2 separate regions of the Mus musculus genome follow, and region 2 is linked to region 1. Evidence: chromatin contacts called from public Hi-C data. All regions are on one chromosome and are shown on one strand. The core of a region is the stretch at or near the end of the contact, and the rest is flanking DNA. Distances in the headings are between cores, read along the strand shown. Region 1 has its middle 160 kb from the start of Mir682. Region 2 has its middle 43 kb from the start of Glrx.

Region 1 (5,110 bases), core at 683-3,182:
AGATATTCAGAATTGAGATTTCATCTTGGAAGATTTTACATTTGATAGGTATGAAGTGCCCCTCCTTGGTTTTTTTTGATAACTTTAGGTTGGAAGTCGATTTTATTTTATATTAGAATGGCTACTCCAGCTTGTTCCCTCAAACTGTTTGCTTGGAAAATTATTTTCTAGCCTTTTACTCTGAGGTAGTGTCTGTCTTTTTCCCGGAGGTAGGTTTCCTGTATGCAGCAAAATGTTGGGTCCTGTTTATGTAGTTACTCTGTTAGTCTATGTCTTTTTATTGGGGAATTGAGTCCATTGATATTAAGAGATATTAATGAAAAGTAATTGTTTCTTCCTGTTATTTTTGTTGTTAGAGTTGGGATTCTGTTCTTGTGGCTGTCTTCTTCTAGGTTTTTTGAAGGATTACTTTCTTGCTTTTTTAGGGCACCATTTCCCTCCTTGTGTTGGGTTTTTTCCCTTTATTATCATTTGAAGGGCTGGATTCATGAAAAGATATTGTGTGAATTTGGTTTTGTCATGGAATACTTTGGCTTCTCCATCTATGGTAATTGAGAGTTTTCCTGAGTATAGTAGCCTGGGCTGGCATTTATGGTCTCTTAGGGTCTGTTGAACTTCTGTCTGAATCTTCTGACTTTCATAGACTCTGGCGAGAAGTCTGGTATAATTCTGATAGGTCTGCCTTAATGTGTTACTTGACCTTTTTCCCTTATGGCTTTTAATATTCTATCTTTATTTAGTGCATTTGTTGTTCTGATTATTATGTGTCAGGAGGAATTTCTTTTCTGGTCCAGTCTATTTAGAGTTCTGTAGGCTTCTTGTATGTTCATGGGCATTTCTTTCTTTAGGTTAGGGAAGTTTTCTTCCATAATTTTTTTGAAGATATTTACTGGCCCTCTAAGTTGAAAATATTTAGTCTCATCTATACCTATTATGAATAGGTTTGGTTTTCTCATTGTGTCCTGGATTTCCTGGATATTTTGAGTTAGGATCTTTTTGCATTTTTTTTGATTGTTGTGTCCATCTTCTCTCTGGAATCTTCTGCACCTGAGATTCTCTCTTCCATATCTTGTATTCTGTTGCTGATGCTTGCATGTAGGGTTTCTGACTTCTTTCCTAGGATTTCTATCTCCAGAGTTGTCTCTCTTTGTGTTTTCTTTATTGTTTCTATTTCCATTTTTAGATCCTGCATGGTTTTGTTCAATCTAAATCTATAAATGGACCAAGTCTAAGAATAATAAAAATAGGGCAAAGGGAAGAAATTAAGGTAAAATTCACAGAACCCAAAAGAAGGTGGTACCTACCTAACAAGGTAAAAGAAGCATACAAAACTCCAAATAAAAAGTGTCAGAAAAAGAAAATCACCACTATATATAATAATAAAAACAGTATGGGTACAGAACAGAAAAAATGAATGTTAAAAGCTGTAAGGGTAAAAGAACATATAAAAGCAGACCCATTAAAATAACATCAGATTTCCCAATCTATAAAAGTCAGAACGACCTAGACAGATGTTCTACAAGCTCTAAGAGACCACTGATGCCAACTCACAACTAAATCCAGAAAACTATCACTGAGAATAGATGAAGAAAGAAAAACTTTCAGTGTAAAACTAAGTGTAAGCAGCAACTATCCACAGAACCAGCTCTACAAAAGGAGAAATGTTGTAGCCGGCCAGCAGCCCACATGTCTGGGTTCTAGTCTGGGAGGCATCCTGGAATCTGGAAGAGAAGAGGGAGCTAGGTGGCACGAGAGAGAATGAAACCAAGACAACTAGTCTGCTCAATGTTCAATTTTACTATTCCCAGACACTGGGTTATGAAGAAGGGAAAGGGGCCCATTCCTGCCAAATCATCCTTGGAGTCCAGTTTCAGGTGACCATGTGATAGCTCCGGAACAGCTAGGTGGCAGGCAGTAGCAGTGGGAGTGGCAGAACGATAGGGTGGCGAGCTCCACCCCAGATGCTCTCTTCAGGCTAACAGTGGAACCTGATCAGTCAGGTTTTAGGCTGGGGGGGGGGAGGGGAGGTTACATCTCCTACCTATTGTTAATATAAAAAAGAAAAGGCTGGGCTGAGGCATAAAATTTATTTATGCTCTATAGTTATGCCTGAATTCTTAGGGCCTAATGAAGAAACCTGTCTCAGTGGGATTTCCTAACTTTTCTCATGGAAAACCCTATTTGGATAAGTCTGTCCTTTCTGTCCTAGTAAACATCTTGCAGACTAGCCCTGAGCTGTAGACTCCATCTTTTATAATGCTAATTAGTTACTGAATAGGTAACTTCCTAGTTGAATTTTTACTGAATACCAAGTAGTCAGGGGTATAAGGCCACACTTAACTGAGGTGATCAAATGATTTCCTCATTCTTGCACGAGTGGGCTTTAACCATGGCTGGGGGAGTATTGACCCGATTCCTCCCGTGGGTGCTGTCACGACCCACAATCATGGTTCTTGGTATCTTTTGGGGAGGGGAGGCAGAGCCTTAGAAAGATATTCTTGGCTGTAACTGGAACTAGATACCAACCTCCATCCAAACTGGGTGTGTCTCTCAGGGAACTCAGAAATGGTCAAGTTGGACCTTCCCCTGCAGTGCATTGCCGGCACCCACGCTGATGCCCATGCTGTATTCCTATTATCACAAATCAGTATGCACAGTTCTAATTACTGTGCAGCTCCCAAGGGAGAATTGTCAATCTCAGATTCAGCAAGGCCTCTACTATTAACACCATAATTTGTGGCTCTAGGCTATATTAGGAGTCGGAGGTCACCTTCCTCATCCCTAATATCTCCACAGCCTGAGGAACCAAGGGGACCTTGCAATAACAGCAAGGGTGGAAAACCGGAGACCAGCTAAGGGACTAAGCCTGTCTTATCAGAATAAAAACCATATTCTTCTAATATTTAAAACTTCCGCCTTTCTAGCCATAGTAGCAAACCTTAATCACAAATCAGACCAAGAGCCACAATATGTGCTGGAATGCCTTTAGAATGAAAATTAGTAGCTGCCACCTGCACGCTCTTGGGGGCAGGGATGTAAGCCCACAGCAGTCAGGCTGAAGGGTGTTGATTGACCTGCTTGAAAAACAAGATCCAGACAATGAGAAGGTAACAATATAAAGCTTCTTTTGGGGAAGTCCAGGTACTTTATTCAGTTGCAAATTAGCAAGGCTCAAGCTCAGTCTCTGGCCTCCTTGGGGGGGGGGGGGGGGGAACTGGTTTGTAGAATTAGTAAAAAGGCCAGAGATTCTCTGGAAGAGGGGGCTGTGCTCTGAATTAACTTTGCTAGGTAATTAAGGATTTTAGTTATCTACAATAGAATCTCTAATATTGGACTAAATATTTGACCAGACTAAGATTGAGTTAGAATAACTGGTCACATTGACGAAAAGAAAAAAATCATCATGACTCTATTAAATGACGAATCTTACTAAGTCAGAATATACAATCTCTGATGTTCTTTTGCCATAAAGTTAAAAGGCTTGAAGCTAGTCCAAACTGGAAAAATGGCAAGCAAGGATGGGTCTAAAACATGTACCCAATTTAGTTTCCTAGTCACTTCAATCAGGGCACTGAGTCAACTCACCTGCCAGCTCGTCGCAGGTGAGTTATATTATTAATATAATTAACCATCATGCTTCTGCAGTGTTCTGTGGAGAGAACCTATGTTTTTCCCTTCCCTAATAAGGTAGCTGTTTAGGATCAAATCATAAGCCAGTAAGTACATCCTTTTAAGATACTATAAAGCATTTATTACATTCTTTGAGATCAAAATTTGAAAATAAAAGTATGATTTAAATAGTGTGCACAGGAATGCACTAAATAGTATGCATGGGGATATAATTTCCCCCTTTTTTTGTCTTTTAAGAAGTTAAAGTTTTAAAGTTTCACAATATCTAGTCGTTAGAATTAATAACTTGTTGACACAACATTTCAAATACTTAACTGTATTCATGTATAAAGGGGCAGTGACTCATTGCACTTTCAATTGTTTCTCTTAAGGAGCGGTTGTAACTAGAACGCTTGAAAAATTATTAAGAGTCACATGTGCATAATTTATTTATTAACTAGAAATAAGAGCATTTATTTGTAGCAATTTGTTAAGTAAAAGTCCTCAAGAATTAACACTATTATGTGGAAACAAGTAGTAACTGAGGACACTAAAAGGAAAGAATTATACAAGCACAATTTTCAAGAATACTAAAATATTATCTTAAATCATAACTGCTTTGAATATTCAAAGAACAAGGTTATATATTCAATCTATCTTATATGTATGACCTATAGACTGCCTGAGATATAAATTTAGCATGCATTGTTTTAAGATGTCCAGGCAATCTCGAACAATTTAATAAATGTCTAAAAACAGCCTTCTTAAAAGGACAGCATTTTTTTCTATGAGTTGTATATGCATAAGCAATTGCAAATTTGAGAATTAATAGCATCTGAGGGGCGAACAATCTTAAGCAATTGTGAGCTCTGAGATATAACATTGACTATTAATATACAAATTAAGGTTTGATTGTTCAGCATTTTAAAACACCATCTACAGCACACAACTAGATTATCTGTGCTGAAACAGGGGGAAACTCAAAAGAATAAGCATATGATCTAATTCACATGTACTTACTTTTCATATAGGGGTTGTTTCCAAACACAATAATTGGGATGTATGCGTGCATGAATTTATAGAAGATATAAAAGCATGCATAAAAATGATTTTTAACTCATCTTTGGGTTATTGATTGTTAATCTATTTAAAATGATGGTATGTAATAGGTCAATTATTAATATTTTGTAATAACCAAATAAATAGCTATATTGAACAAGGAACATGCACTTAGTCAGGTTTTTAAGACACAGTTTTTTGTCTTAAAACCTATAGGTTTTCTAAAAATACATGAATGTACTTTACAATTCTTTATTAGTACCACAGTGGTTCTAATAGGATGTTGAAACTGTGTTTTGAGGTGAAAGCCACCTCAGCCTAGTTTACCCTCGGCCTTGTGGCTCCGAGGCCTTGGGCCTGTCACCCACAGGGTACCTCAGAGGGGCCCACATGTCTTAAGTCCACCTCGGCCCTGCCACCCTGGCATGTGGAGTCACTCTGA
Region 2 (5,110 bases), core at 1,874-4,373, 310 kb after region 1:
GCCTAAGGCGCATGGCTGGTACACATACAAGCACTCAGGAATTTACCCAAGCTCACTGGAGTCACTGAAACCTACCAAAGTCAGATTAAGATGTGTTACACAGGGCTCAGTGGTTAAGAGCACTTGCTGGTCTTCCAGAGTCCAAGTTAGTTCTCAGGACCCATATCAGGCATTTCACAACTGCCTGTCATTCCAACTTAATGAAATCTGAACCCCTCTTCTGGCCTCTGCAAGCAACTGAACTCATGTGTGCTATATCCACATGAAGACACAAACACATAAGTAAAATAAGTATTTTTTTCTCAAACAAAAGCCCTTTAAAACAGTGGTTCTTAATAGTTCCTCATTTGGTAACTGCCAACCATAAAATTGCTTTCATAGCTACTTCATTCATAAGTATAATTTTGCTCCCTTTATGAAACATAATGTAAATTAGCTGTGTTTTCCAATGGTCTTTTGGGGGTTGCAACCCACTGGTTGAGAACTGCTGCATCGTAAACTGACAGATGAACCATGAATATACATGGAAGTATGTGTATACTGACAATGGCTGTTCTCTTCCTCAGCCTCACTGGTCACCAGTGCCCCATGTCTGGGACAGTCATAGCATAGTGTTAGGGCCTTAGTCTGCATTCCCCCTCTTATACAAAGGATATTCCAACACACGCTCAGAGAGAACCAGCGCTCTCTCATTTTCTTCAACTCCAATGTTCCTTTTACTGAGGAAGAAAAGGTTAGAAGAGCCAACCTCTTCGTAACACTGCACACATGCACAGCAATACCTTATATACACGGGCATTATTTTCCTTGTGCACTCCAGGGCAAAGAAGAGTTTAGTAGGACAAAGCTAAATCTGTTGGGCTTGTTTTTACAAAATGTTAGTGTTTTGCTTATGTGTTTGCTTGATTGGTTGCTCACATGAGATATCATATTCTTGTGTCTGTGTGAGCCCAGTGTGTGTATTCACCCCTGCCCTCAGTTCACACCCAACTCCATTAAAGACCTAAGCAAGGTACCTGCACAGCCCACACTGTAAGGCCAAGGAGAAGGCTCAAGAGAGACCACAAGAAAGAAGGCTCCTGTCCCCAAAGATTATTCTTTTCCTATGTGAAAACACAAAAGGACCAAAAACTGTATAGCAGAGCACATGTGTTCTCTCTCTCTCTCTCTCTCTCTCTCTCTCTCTCTCTCACACACACACACACACACACACACACACACACAATTTCTATAAAAGAGTGTTTGAAGGCAAATGAGATATGGGGTTTTACAAGTTGGAAACGGTTGTAGGCTGAGCAGAAAACTCCTGAGAGAAAAGTTAAACAGAATTAGAAATGGAGTTTGGGGAAGTTCTTGAGGGTGTTTTTCCCCCTCAAATATAAGTAGAGGAACTTCAGGAACAGAGACAGAGCTATAAAGGGAGGCATGGAAGAGAATCACTAACCACAGGACATCTACCTGAGTCTAACCCCCAGCCACTACCTCCCAAAGCTGAGTCCTGAGGTGCTGTAACCCCTGACAGGCTGGCTCCTGCTACCTAGCCCCCTTCTGGATCATTGCCTCAACACTAGGAGCCCTTCTGGCTTTGTTGCTTCTCTGTGTCTAACTACAACTTGTGTCTTTTGCACATTAATCCAGTTCTGGCAGACTCTTTAGAACAGGTTGACTCCAGTCATCAACACACCTGGCGCAGTCATCACTGTCCCCATAAGCCATCCCCTCTGGGGCTTCCTGCCACAAGAATTTTCAAAAGTTTCACATGAATTTCTATACAAATACATGTACATGTAAACACTAGATCGCCACTGCCTTTTATTCACTGTCTTATTTTCGTTAGCCTTAACAACATTCCCAAAGTATGAGATAGAAAATTCTAGAAATAAACCGTTCTTAAGTTGTGAGATGGTATACATGCCCATAGCGCTGAGTATGATGTAAGATGGTATACATGCCCTTAGCGCTGAGTATGATGCCATCTCATCCTTCCCATAGGGTCCAGTCTATTGTATGAGTCATCCAGGCCATTGCATCCACTGTATATGCCACTACCCACTAGTCAGAGGATGAAGTCCTTGACTGTGTTCAATTCACCCTAACTCAATTACAGACCACAATGTATAAGACAACAGGTACAAGTCAGGTACACCAAAGATGAGCTATAAAATGTATTAGACAGAGTCGGGCATGGTGGCACACGCCTTTCATCCCAGCGCTCGGGAAGCAGAGGCAGGTGGATTTCCGAGTTCAAGGCCAGCCTGGTCTACCCTGTCTCGAAAAACAAAACAAACAAACAAGCAAAAAATGTATAAGACAGGATAAAAGTCTCCACTAATAAAAGAATTATGTTGGAGCTGCTAAGATCTTCTAACAATAAAATAAAAAAAAAAAAAGGAAAAGAAGAAGTCTGAACTAACTTTCTATGGCTTCACAAACTACAAAAGATACAGCCACATATATGATAAGATATATATGTATATATATAGTAAAACGGTGTGTATAGAGTTTAATACCATCCAAGTTTCAGGCATTCTATGGAGGTTACTCTCCTGCCCTCCAGGCAAAAGCAGAGCAGTATGATATTTGAGACTAACCCACTTTTGAAGGGCTGAGAGATAACAATTTCATACTTCAGATCTGTGCTAAATGTTGCTGCGATGAGTGGGTGGTGAGATGTGCCTTTAATCCCAGCACTCAGGAAACAGAGGCGGGTGGACTGGATGTCAGACTGATCTACATAGCCAGTTCCAAGAAGGTAGGCTTACATACTGAGACCTTATCGCAAAGTAAACTTTTAAGAAGAGGAAAGAAATAGTACTTATGAAATACTCAAAAGCCTCCGGTAAGCACCAGAACAGTTGCTGACCTCGAAGTTCAAATAATAGCCCAAGCGGAGGAAGTGGAAATGGTGACCCTCGTTTACAGAAAGTGAATCAGTCACAGCCAGGTTCTGAAATTCCGCATGAACTCATGCTGCCTGAAAAAGCCAGGCATCAACGGTGAGCAACCATGATCTCCGGCCAGCTAGGCACTTTGCTTTCCATTGGGTGGTGACGGTCAGATCTCATTGCTTCTGACAAAGGCCCTCGTCAAACCCATGAGTCATGGTTTGCGTAAGCCACCGCTGCTCAGTGAGAGCAGACCCACTTCCTGACTGCACAGTAGTAACTCTGACTTCCTGACAGCCAAGGCAGACAGGTGCGACAGTGCGGCGTGCAGCGCCATCTGCTGGATAGTGTGGGATAAGCAGCAGCCTGGAGTGGATGGTCTCTGAATTCTGTGAGCTTTGAGACTGCTAGCAGCCAGGCCTGACTGCAAGGCCTGCCAGGAACACTAGCAGAAATACATACCCTCTATCCAAACCATTCCTCGAGGTCCTTTCCTTGTTATAGAATGTGGTGTGGCAAGCACATATGCACATGTGTATTCAAGGTGTATATGTGTTATGTAAAGGGTACAAGATTGTACATGATCTCTGAACAAATAGAAAAAGTGACCATCACTACCCTCATTGCTGGATTTGTACTAAATTTTACAATTAACAGAAACTCATAAATAATCCTATATAATCCCTCACCTTTCTGTATAAGCAGAAAGGAGTAAGGGGTATCAAATACTAGCTCTGCTAGTAGAATTACTCATGACTTAGCCATGAGTGAGACGGCAGCTAACAAGGCTCCTCCTTTCTTTACCAAAGTCTTTGCCCACATGCAAATAAAGACTGGCTGAGCAACTGTTAGGAAGAGGAAATGAAGCAAAACCCAGCCAGCTATGACAAGTCTGACATCAAGCCTCAACTATTTCTGAGGCTGGAAGTGGGTCTCAGAAAACTCTGGCCAGCAATAGGTTTAGGTTTTGGCCAGATGCTACAGAGAAGGTTTCTAACATGAGACAAAATATCTGTTGGAGGAGGAACTGGCCTAGGCATTCATGGACACACAGCATAGGACTAAAGAACTCTGGCCAGGTCTCTTGCTTCCTACAGTTTCCCAGCCGTTGGTGCTCTGCCAGCCTCTGAACTACAGCAGATGTTGCTTCTTGCTTAAACGCTAACTGACTCATTCCCTCTAGACCATAAAGGTAACCAGCTCATCTGACCCCCAAATATAGAGGGATGATTGGAAGATGGTAGGTTTGTTTGTTTGTTGGGTTTTTTTGGTTTGGGTTTTTTTTTTTTTTGGCTTTGTTTTCAACTAGAATGTCAGACTGAGGAACGCCTGGAACAAATAGTTCTGGGTTAGAGGTCAGGGGACTGGCTGGACTCTAGGGCAAAAGCAAACAAGGCTTTTCACAGTGGCTTGCAGGGATATGGTGACAAACCTGCCTCCAGTGGACAGACAAGGAACACTGCTGGCTGGGCTCGACCTTAGGCAGCTGGAGCAGGCCAGGAAAACGTGTTATAGATTCTGCCTCTGCCCCTGTCACATGGAAGTACACAGCATAGGTAACAAGCCAGATGAGGCTGGATCGGCCTTGAGTGCCACAGATGGACCTCTTTTTTGGGTCTCCTATCTGCGAGGAACGGGTCTCTGGTTGCAGGTGGGCGAAGGAGTGGGGTGACAAACAGACACGACACGAGAGAGTATGTTGAATCTGAGTATAATGTCCAAACGAAAAACAGACTTTTTTATACAGAAGAAAAAACAAGAAAAGCCAGGCAGGACATATCTGCTGAATTACAGTGACACAAAACAAAAGGAATCTATACATCAAAAGATGGCGGGGACCAGGCCGCTGTTTACCACTTAGAATGGAGCCAGGTGTAATGCCAGTCTATTGTTAAGCCCACCACTAGGGGTTCTTAGTAAAAACTTGATTATGCTGTTCCTTTGGGCCTAGTGAAGAAACTGGTCCCAGGGGGATTCCCTAACTCTTTGATGGATAACTCACCTATTCACTAGGCCTTTGTATATTCCCTTGTTTGGGTGAGACTGGCTACTGTCCTAAGTAATCACTCTGCAGACCAGCCCTGAGCTATCCTAGCTCCATTCTTTGTAATTAGTTTCACCATCTCTACTAGAAGTGAATTTGAATGTTACTGAATAGGTATCATTCTTACTGAATTCCTACTGAATTCCAAGATTGTCAGCTTCAAGGATTTGGAACACTGGCA

Evidence for each region. A called contact is a pair of places that touch in the nucleus more often than the background predicts.
Region 2: a Hi-C map of embryonic stem cells shows a contact between it and region 1, with 2.9 times the contacts expected there. The contact joins two enhancer-like sites. A contact is called at or near these places in 2 of 15 datasets of contacts at CTCF or cohesin (embryonic stem cells and large pre-B cells), 2 of 484 Hi-C or Micro-C datasets (both in embryonic stem cells) and 1 of 115 datasets of contacts at active chromatin or transcription factors (large pre-B cells).

Annotation. Positions count from the first base shown.
Region 1 is chr13:75,481,394-75,486,503 of GRCm38.p6, forward strand. No RefSeq gene overlaps it. Among named protein-coding and RNA genes, the nearest start is that of Mir682, 160 kb to the right of the region's middle. Within about 2 kb of position 1,933, at least 7 of the 459 cell types and tissues checked have an H3K27ac peak or open chromatin away from gene starts, as enhancers often do. A contact at or near this core is called in embryonic stem cells, where this site is marked.
Region 2 is chr13:75,794,823-75,799,932 of GRCm38.p6, forward strand. No RefSeq gene overlaps it. Among named protein-coding and RNA genes, the nearest start is that of Glrx, 43 kb to the right of the region's middle. Within about 2 kb of position 3,124, at least 284 of the 459 cell types and tissues checked have an H3K27ac peak or open chromatin away from gene starts, as enhancers often do. A contact at or near this core is called in embryonic stem cells, where this site is marked.